Regions from separate parts of the Mus musculus genome. Here all the other regions are linked to region 1. Evidence: chromatin contacts called from public promoter capture Hi-C data. All regions are on one chromosome and are shown on one strand. The core of a region is the stretch at or near the end of the contact, and the rest is flanking DNA. Distances in the headings are between cores, read along the strand shown.

Region 1 (2,593 bases), core at 33-2,532:
GGGCAAAAATTGTAAAATTCTAGTGTCCTCACTTAAACACGTATGATCAACTACGCGGCAAGTTACTAAATGTATTTTACTTTTCAAACAAGTTATATGCTCCACCATTCCGCAGTTTATAGAATCCTTGTCAACAAAAGTCGGCGGGGGAGGGGGTTAAGGAACAACTCAAACGGCAAAGGTTTAAATAAATAAAAGGTGGAATTTCTAATTGACTTGGAGTTGTTGGTGGTTTTTTTTAATCTTGACTATATGACCCTCAATTCACGCTTTTTATTAAAATACATCAGGTCCTGCCCCATGTTCCAGAGTTCCCAGAGAAATTACGAGCTCGGAAAAGGTGACTGTAAATCTTTTTTTTTTTTTCTTTTTTCTTTTTTTTTTCCCCCTTTTAGTCACAGACCCCATTTAAACCGAGCAGTTGAAAGCGCCCGGAAATCTACACTTACACAATATCTGACATCGCCCGAGGCGAATTCACGAAGTTTCTTGGGGGTGGGGAACGAAGAGGAAGCGTCCCTGGTGATAAAGTGCAGACGCTCGGTATTTAGAAGTGGTTAACGTATCTCACAGCCCAAATCGGGAGACCCCGCCGGTTCCGAGACCCGCACGGGCCCGCAGTTCGAGACCCGGTCGCCGCCCAGACGGCTGTCGCCGCTCGCCCGGGCCCGCCGCCGGGGGAAAGCTCCGCCGCGCGCCCCACCCCACCGGTAAACAGCAACTCCCCGAGCGCCGCGGCCGCCTCAGCCTCCGCCCCCGCCAGCGCCGCGCACCATTTTCTGAGAGGAAGTGTGGGGAGTCCGGCCCGGCACCCCGGCCCTGGCTCGTCTCTGCTTCCCGAAGGCGCCCCGAGGCTGCGAGGGGCGGACGTGACGGGGGCGCCGCGCGCAGGAAGCGGAGACCGCGGCGGACAGACCCCCGCGCTCCCAAGGTCCCTGCCGTCGGGCTTAGCCCCGGGCCGCTCCTCCGCTAGCCGGCGTCGCGCCCTGCTCCCCGGCCTCGGCGGGACGCGTCGCCGAGAGGAAACGAGGCCAGCGCAGCCCCGGAACGGCCACCCGGCACTTACCCATCCATGGCCCAGATGGAGGAGCGCGTTGTGCGGGGATTGACGGGCTCACCGCGGGCGGAGAAAGCGGGCGGCGGCTCCGGGAAACCAGCGAGCGGAGCCGCTCCGCAGCTCCGGCCGGTCAGAGGTGGAAGGAAGAGTGGGAAACAGGGGCGGGGACCGGGCACGCTCTCGCCAGCGCCGCGCCCCCGCCCTCCCGGCCCGCGAGCGCGTTCCCGCCTCGCCTGGCCCCGCCCCCTCGGCGTCGACGCCCTCCCGGGGCTCGGCTGGACTCCAGGGCGCCCTCTTCCCGCCTTCGCCTCTTTGCCCCGCCCCGACACCACCACCCCCGCCCATGCCTCCGCGCGCGTGCGCGCCCCCCGCCCAGCGTCGCGCCTGCGTTCGCGGGAACGCGCGCCTTGTGCTTCCCGCTTCGCGACTCGCCCTCCTACAAGCCCGCGGGCCTTCCGGCTCCCGGGACTCAGGCTTAGGGCCCTGAACGGTGCTGGCTAGAAAAGCCTGGGGACCCCAGGGAACTTTTGAAGCAGAGCAGAGTTACTACTGGCGGGCGACACTGCTGGCAGCACGGCAGGGGACCCGCGCGACGTCCACGGGGCAGGGGTGGACAGTGGTCTTTCCGGACCTGAGAGCAGCGACGGTAGCCTGTCCGCCAGACCCTGACCTCCGAGACCTGCACTGGACGGATAGGTGTGGTTGGGAAAGAAATGAAGTAGATGAGACTGCCCAGGACTGAAGTCCATCTTCACTTTCACACGGTTTTAATCTGAGTGCTTTTCTACCCAACAATCAAATACTAAAAGAAACTTTCATTGCATAGCTATTTAATGGCCATTACAATGCCAGTATTTTATAAGTTTATTTATTCATCCTTCCGCGGGGCGGGGCTGGGGGAGCCTGATTGGAAAGGATTAATGTTTTCCCAGGTACGCGAGAGATCTCCGAAATTTCACAGCCAGAAAATGTTTTGTTTGCACCAAAACCCTTTCCTCTAGTATGAGCAAAACCAAGTTACACGTAAAACGTAAAACAGCTATTTAGTACATATAATGTGTATAACTAGTGAGAACACACGTTCCCCCTCTTTCAAAGCACATCTACTTCTGAACGAACGGAATGCTTTTTCAATTCACAGATCATTGAAATTTGAGCCATTTAAGCCATGTCTTCAAAGTCTGCCCACACCATTTCAAAGGAAGTAACAACTTCAATCTCTTTCCTGATTACCTACTTTAAAATAAGTAGACACTTCTTTAAAAAAAAAAAAAAAAAAAAGTATAACCAGCTTGCAATTCAGGAAGGTCATTTTTAAAGAAATTTCAGTTCCCCTTTTCAAGAAGATGTCAAAAAACATTTTGTATGTTAAATCTAAACATTAAGTTTAGAAACATTTCCACCCTACATTGCCACATGGGATTTTAAAATAGCAACTTGGTATATAGGCACATAACTGTGCCTATAATTCCTACCTGAGTTTAAGGCTACCTTGAGCTACATAGTATGTTTCAGGCCATCCTAGGTCACAGAAAA
Region 2 (2,593 bases), core at 48-2,547, 400 kb before region 1:
TCATACTATATGATTCTAGTAGTATGACATATTTAAAATAATCAAATTTATAAAGGCAGAAAATTCACAGTGGTTACCAGGAGCTGTAGGGGAAGGTATTGGAAAAAATCGAGAGATATTGTTTAATAGGTAATATATGGGAATTTCAGTTTGGGATGATCATATAAATATGATTACTGTTATGAATTATATAGCAATGATATACTTATGTATGGTTTAAAGGGAAGTTTTTGCTTAATTTTATGGTAATTTTTAAGAATCTAGTTTTTAAAAGTTCTGTGTCCACCAAAAAGTAGACAAAAATAAGGCTGGGGAGATAGTTGGTTAAAAAAATTATAAAATATAGATTTCTCCATGAAAGCATTCAGAATAGTTGGGGCTTGTTTTGCTTTGTTTTGTTCTTGTTTTTATTGAGGCAGGTTCTCTGTATGTAGCCTTAGCTGTTGTGAAGCTCATTATGTAGATCAAGGTGGCCTCAGACTTAGGGAATCCACCTGCCTCAGCCTCCCAAATGCTGTGCTTAGCGATGTGCATCACCATGCCCAGCGCCATTCCATATATTGTGGAAGTTACTAGTCTATGAGCAGTTCATCTGGTTCTGTCTAAGCCACCTCATAAAGATGAAAATGATGTTAGTCCATATGATAGCTTCAAAATATGTAAAACTCCTATCACCCAAGCCCTTCCCATTGGAAGCTTTGTCGGTCACCTGGTCTAGGGAATGCCCTCTTCATAATGCCAGGTAACTCTGACTGCCACATTATTTCGTGTAGGAGTCAAAGTTAGGCTTTAAAGATCAGTTTATAAGTTTGAAGTCAGGTGATAATAAAACAACTGAGATCAACCTAGAAACTTCCCTCTCATGATGTAAGACTGCCTAGCTCCCTTGTCTCTGTCCTTTAAGTGCTGAGCAGGCAATTAGCCCATGCCTCGTTTAAAAACAAGGGAGACAAAAGTAGAAATAGTTTTTACACCCCATTGTCCTACAGGAAAGGTATCTCAGCAGTCCTGCCCCAAGCGAAGCACATTGGTTCTGTCTGGGACAGATATTCTGAACCTGAGCTCCATAATGGCCTCAATCATTTGACCATGGCTCAAGGGAATGCAAAATTCAGGAACAGCTAATTAAATCTACACTAGAAACAAACGAGCGATATTCAGATGTTTCTTATTCTACCGAAAATGAACTTATCTTCTCCTGCAGATTTTATGCAAAATCTTGACCACTTCCTGTAGGGAAGTATGTTTCCCTTCAGTGTCCCGTTCTGCTGTATATACTGATGACTTTTGAACCAGACATAAAGCTTGGTAACCCCCTCCCGCAAGGCCTAAAATATTAACTCTTTCTGATCCTAAATGCCTCTAGGATATCTTCCAGAATATGTCTTTCAATATAAAGTCTGAAAACTTGGAGATTTTGAGGAAAAGGCAAATGGTTTTCCAAACTGTTAGAAGTCCTGGAATCTATATTAAGAAATACTTAGGAAAGTCACAACCCACCTGTGAGACAGACTTCAAATGAGGATGGCAGATGGGACAATTTCACCATGACAGACCATTGCTGTCCCTACACCTCTATTCATGGAAAGGTTAATGACCTAAAAGCCTCAGGCAAGCTGAGAAACTCCAAACAGAGAAGTTGACACAGTAGGCAGTTAGAAGCTGGCAACCTTCTGACAGGAAAGTCAACATGTCAGAACCTCCATGGTGTTTACCTGAGGTATTGGGAGAAGATCTGCATATGGTGTTTTACACCCCCAAAGTTCCATTTTCTGCCATTTAACACCCCCCCAAAACAGGCACACCCTTGCCATGCTGTTTCCTCTCCCAAGGAAAGATTGCTGCCCTTCGTTGTTCTAAAAGGGACAATCTGCTTCTCTTGAGCTTGATTTCCTCTTTTAGTCTCACAATCCTCATCAACCGTTTAAATATTTATAAATATTAAATATCATTTATATATAGTACAAATGGAGAACACCAAAAGATATAATAACACTCAAACACCAGATACATAAAATCTAATAAAGGAATGGGAACACAGACCAGTGACAAGCACTGGAGCTGGAAGTTTGGTTTTGAGAGAGGTTGTAAATGTTATGTGTGAGATAGACAAACACACACCCTTGAGCTCTGTGAAGAATGATGGAAGTGTGCTCCTAACTGCTGCTTGGGATCAAAAGTTCTAATGAGCTGTAGGCATAAAGTGCAGTGGGTCCAGGCCCAGGTTATAGCCTTCCAACCAGGAAATGAGCCAGCACACCATATGCTGGCTGTAACTAGACCTTCCCTATTCGTGGTTTGGTTTGGTTTTGGTTTTGGTCTTTTTGAGACATGGTTTCTCTGTGTAGCTCTGGATACCCTGGCACTTGCTCTATAGACCAGGCTGGCCTTGAACTCACAAGAAATCTGCCTGTTTCTGCCTTAAGAGTACTGGGATTAAAGGTGTGCCCCACCACTGCCCAGCAAGTTTCCCTGTCTTTAATGTCATCTGCACCCTACTTCTGTGAGATGGAGTTCTGAAGAAGGGCCTGAGGGTGCATAGTGAATAAATAAAACAGCAAATAGGGAAGGAAGAGTGAGGAGGGCCAGATAG
Region 3 (2,593 bases), core at 32-2,531, 270 kb after region 1:
AGATAAGCAATAATACATAAATAGAGGCGGGTAGAGATGTTGGAGCTGCAGCTCAGGGCCCAGCAGCTCATGGTAGGCCCTAGGTTTTCTCCCTGGTACCACAAAGGGGGACACAAATGAAAGGAGGGGAGGGACATGAGGTTGAGAAGCAGCATCCGTCACTGCTAACTCAGATGGAAGGCAGGAGAGTAGGGCAGACCACGTGGTGGGTGTCTGTGGAGTCAGTGGAGGTCAGCAAAGCCACCACAGGACACAGGAAGGTGGTGACACCTACGAGACACCATGTGTTTCTGCTGGGCCTGCCCTCCTCGATGAGGCCTGGGTCACAAAGCCCAATTTTCTCTTTTCTGTCTCCTTTCAGACGCTGGCCAGAAGCTAAGTATGCTTTTGCGATACCTTGGGCGTCTTAGTTTCCCTCGGGCACCCTCCCCACCGTGTGTCAGACCTCCAGGCTGAGTAAATGGAGTGGCTTTTTTCTTTTTTTTTTTTCTCTGCTCCTTTCTCCTCCTCCTCTCAACAGCTCCGCTGAGTCTCACAGCTTGTCTGTTCGGGAGGTTTTTCTTTTAAAATTGTAATACAATTGTGTGGAGCTTAAAAAAAAAAAAGGAAACGAAGCAAATAGTATGGAGATTTCTAAAGAATTAAAAGATGGAGTTAGCTGGTGACTCAGAGAGCCCTCCTCTTCCGACACATTCCATGCAAAGCAAAGGCAACCACCTCCTCCTAGAATGCCTGGACTCCGGCTACAGAGATGGCTCAGCAGTTAGGAGTTTGCTGCTCTTGCAGAAGACCCAGGGTTGGTTCCGAGCACCCACACGGCGGCTCACAACTGTCTGTAATTTCAGTTCCAGGAATCTGACACCCTCTTTTGGCCTTCAAGTGCACAGTTTGCACTTGAGGCATGTTCGTTCGTGCAGAGAAACACTTGGAGACTGAGTTAGTCTCAGTCTGGTCTACATAGTGAATTCCAGGCCAGCCGGGGCTATAAAGTGAAACCTGTCTAAAAATCAAGAACATTTCAGAAGTGAAACAGGTACTGCTCAACTCTACAGGGAGAGTGTGTGACTGAGCAGTCTTTCTGAGCATAGCTGGACCTTTGTCTCATACTGGCGGCCTCTACAAGGGAAGGGGTGAAGCTATCATTAGCCACTGGCTGAAGGCTGTTTGGGTGGTGAGTTTAGGCATTAATTAACAGTATTTTTCAAACTGCCTAGAGGGGAGACAGAGCAGGTTGAGCTGGGGAAACAGCCAGGCTGAGAAACGCAGGTGCTGGGTTGGTAGTTAGACCAGAGGGTGCCAAAGTGGTCAGCACGTGGGTGTGCTGTCGGGTACTGGCAGCACCTGCTATCCTTACCGTGAAGTTTATGCACAGGGAGTAACTAAGAGGATGTGCCTCTGCCAAAGGAGCGAGTTTTTGACTCAGGATGAAGTAGGTGATTTCCTAACGGACAGAAATAAGAAACTCAGCCCCCCACCCCCACCCCCAGAGCCCAAAATGTAAATGTGCAGGCACTAAGTGTCAATTGGTGAAGTGCCATGGAGAGGCCAGTGGGTGATGCGGCAGACCATTGGAGGAAGCTGTTGGGAGGCCAGCCAAGTGCTAAGGAACAGGAGGAGCGGGGCTGGTTTGTGGTTTTTAAGTCCTGTTGATCAAGCCCCTAGAGCTGGGAGCAGATGGTTGGTGGTGGAGGTGGGGGTGAGTGTGTGTGTGTGTGGTGCAGTTCCACGGGGCTCCTCTCACTGGACTCTGAGTGTGCCTTTTATTTGCTAATAATAGGAGTACAGCTCCTGTTAAGTCAAGCAGAAGGGGAGGGGGTGGGTGAGCCTCTTGACAGTCACAGCTGGAACCTCTGAATGCCACTGACGACGGGTCTCACCATCTCAGACGTGGGAACGTGGCAGCCTTTGCACCCCACACGTTTTACAGCCAGAGTGAATTGGGACCTGCCAACGCTGCCTGGCTTGGGTCATGTGCGGCAAGTGGGCCCTGAGAGTGAGAGGGACACTGATTGGCTTAACTTGGGTCAATCGTCTGCGGCTGCGGAGGAGTTTAATAGCTGGGTCTAGAAGTTGGATGGATTGTAAAGGATCACAGTGAGGGCATCTGCCAGCAGCGTGGGTGACTAGTGGGATGCTGATGGCAGAATTTGATGAGACATATAGGTCAGAAATAAAAGTATAGGCTTTCTAAGGCACATGATTTTTAAGGAACTATATATTCTCATGCTATAGAATTCAGCTGTGTGTGTGTGTGTGTGTGTGTGTATGTATGTGTGTGTCTATGTATGTATGTATGTATTGAGACAGGATCTCACTATGTAGACCAGGTTATCCTCAAATTCCCGTGAGTACTGAAATTAAAGGCTTACACCATCATGCCCAACATTTTTAAAAAAGATTTACTTATATTTAAATGTATATGATTGTGTCTGTGTTGGGGTATGAGCACGTTCATGCATGTGCCCATGAAGACCAGAAGAGGGCACTGAGTGCCCTGGAGCTGGAGTTACCGTGGTTGTGAGACATCAACAGTGCTGAACCCAGGTCTTCTGAAAGACCTGGATGTGCTCTTAGCCGCAGAGCCGTCTCTCCA

Evidence for each region. Promoter capture Hi-C pulls out the DNA fragments that hold promoters and counts their contacts.
Region 2: a promoter capture Hi-C map of the HPC-7 cell line shows a contact between it and region 1, with 4 times the contacts expected there. The contact joins the enhancer-like site here to the promoter of Ptbp3 in region 1. A contact is called at or near these places in 13 of 39 promoter capture datasets (the C10 cell line, the HPC-7 cell line, cranial neural crest and 7 more), 2 of 115 datasets of contacts at active chromatin or transcription factors (the SCID.adh cell line and memory CD8 T cells) and 1 of 9 other capture datasets (liver).
Region 3: a promoter capture Hi-C map of pre-B cells shows a contact between it and region 1, with 2.0 times the contacts expected there. The contact joins the enhancer-like site here to the promoter of Ptbp3 in region 1. A contact is called at or near these places in 2 of 39 promoter capture datasets (the C10 cell line and pre-B cells) and 1 of 9 other capture datasets (adipose tissue).

Annotation. Positions count from the first base shown.
Region 1 is chr4:59,548,082-59,550,674 of GRCm38.p6, forward strand. Ptbp3 (polypyrimidine tract binding protein 3) reads right to left here and starts at 1,283. Exons shown (of 14, transcript NM_178164.3): 1 at 1,067-1,283.
Region 2 is chr4:59,149,879-59,152,471 of GRCm38.p6, forward strand. No RefSeq gene overlaps it. Among named protein-coding and RNA genes, the nearest start is that of Shoc1, 12 kb to the left of the region's middle. Within about 2 kb of position 1,298, at least 21 of the 459 cell types and tissues checked have an H3K27ac peak or open chromatin away from gene starts, as enhancers often do. A contact at or near this core is called in the HPC-7 cell line, where this site is marked.
Region 3 is chr4:59,817,985-59,820,577 of GRCm38.p6, forward strand. All of the region lies in intron 1 of Snx30 (sorting nexin family member 30), which reads left to right. Among named protein-coding and RNA genes, the nearest start is that of Snx30, 14 kb to the left of the region's middle. Within about 2 kb of position 1,282, at least 109 of the 459 cell types and tissues checked have an H3K27ac peak or open chromatin away from gene starts, as enhancers often do. A contact at or near this core is called in pre-B cells, where this site is marked.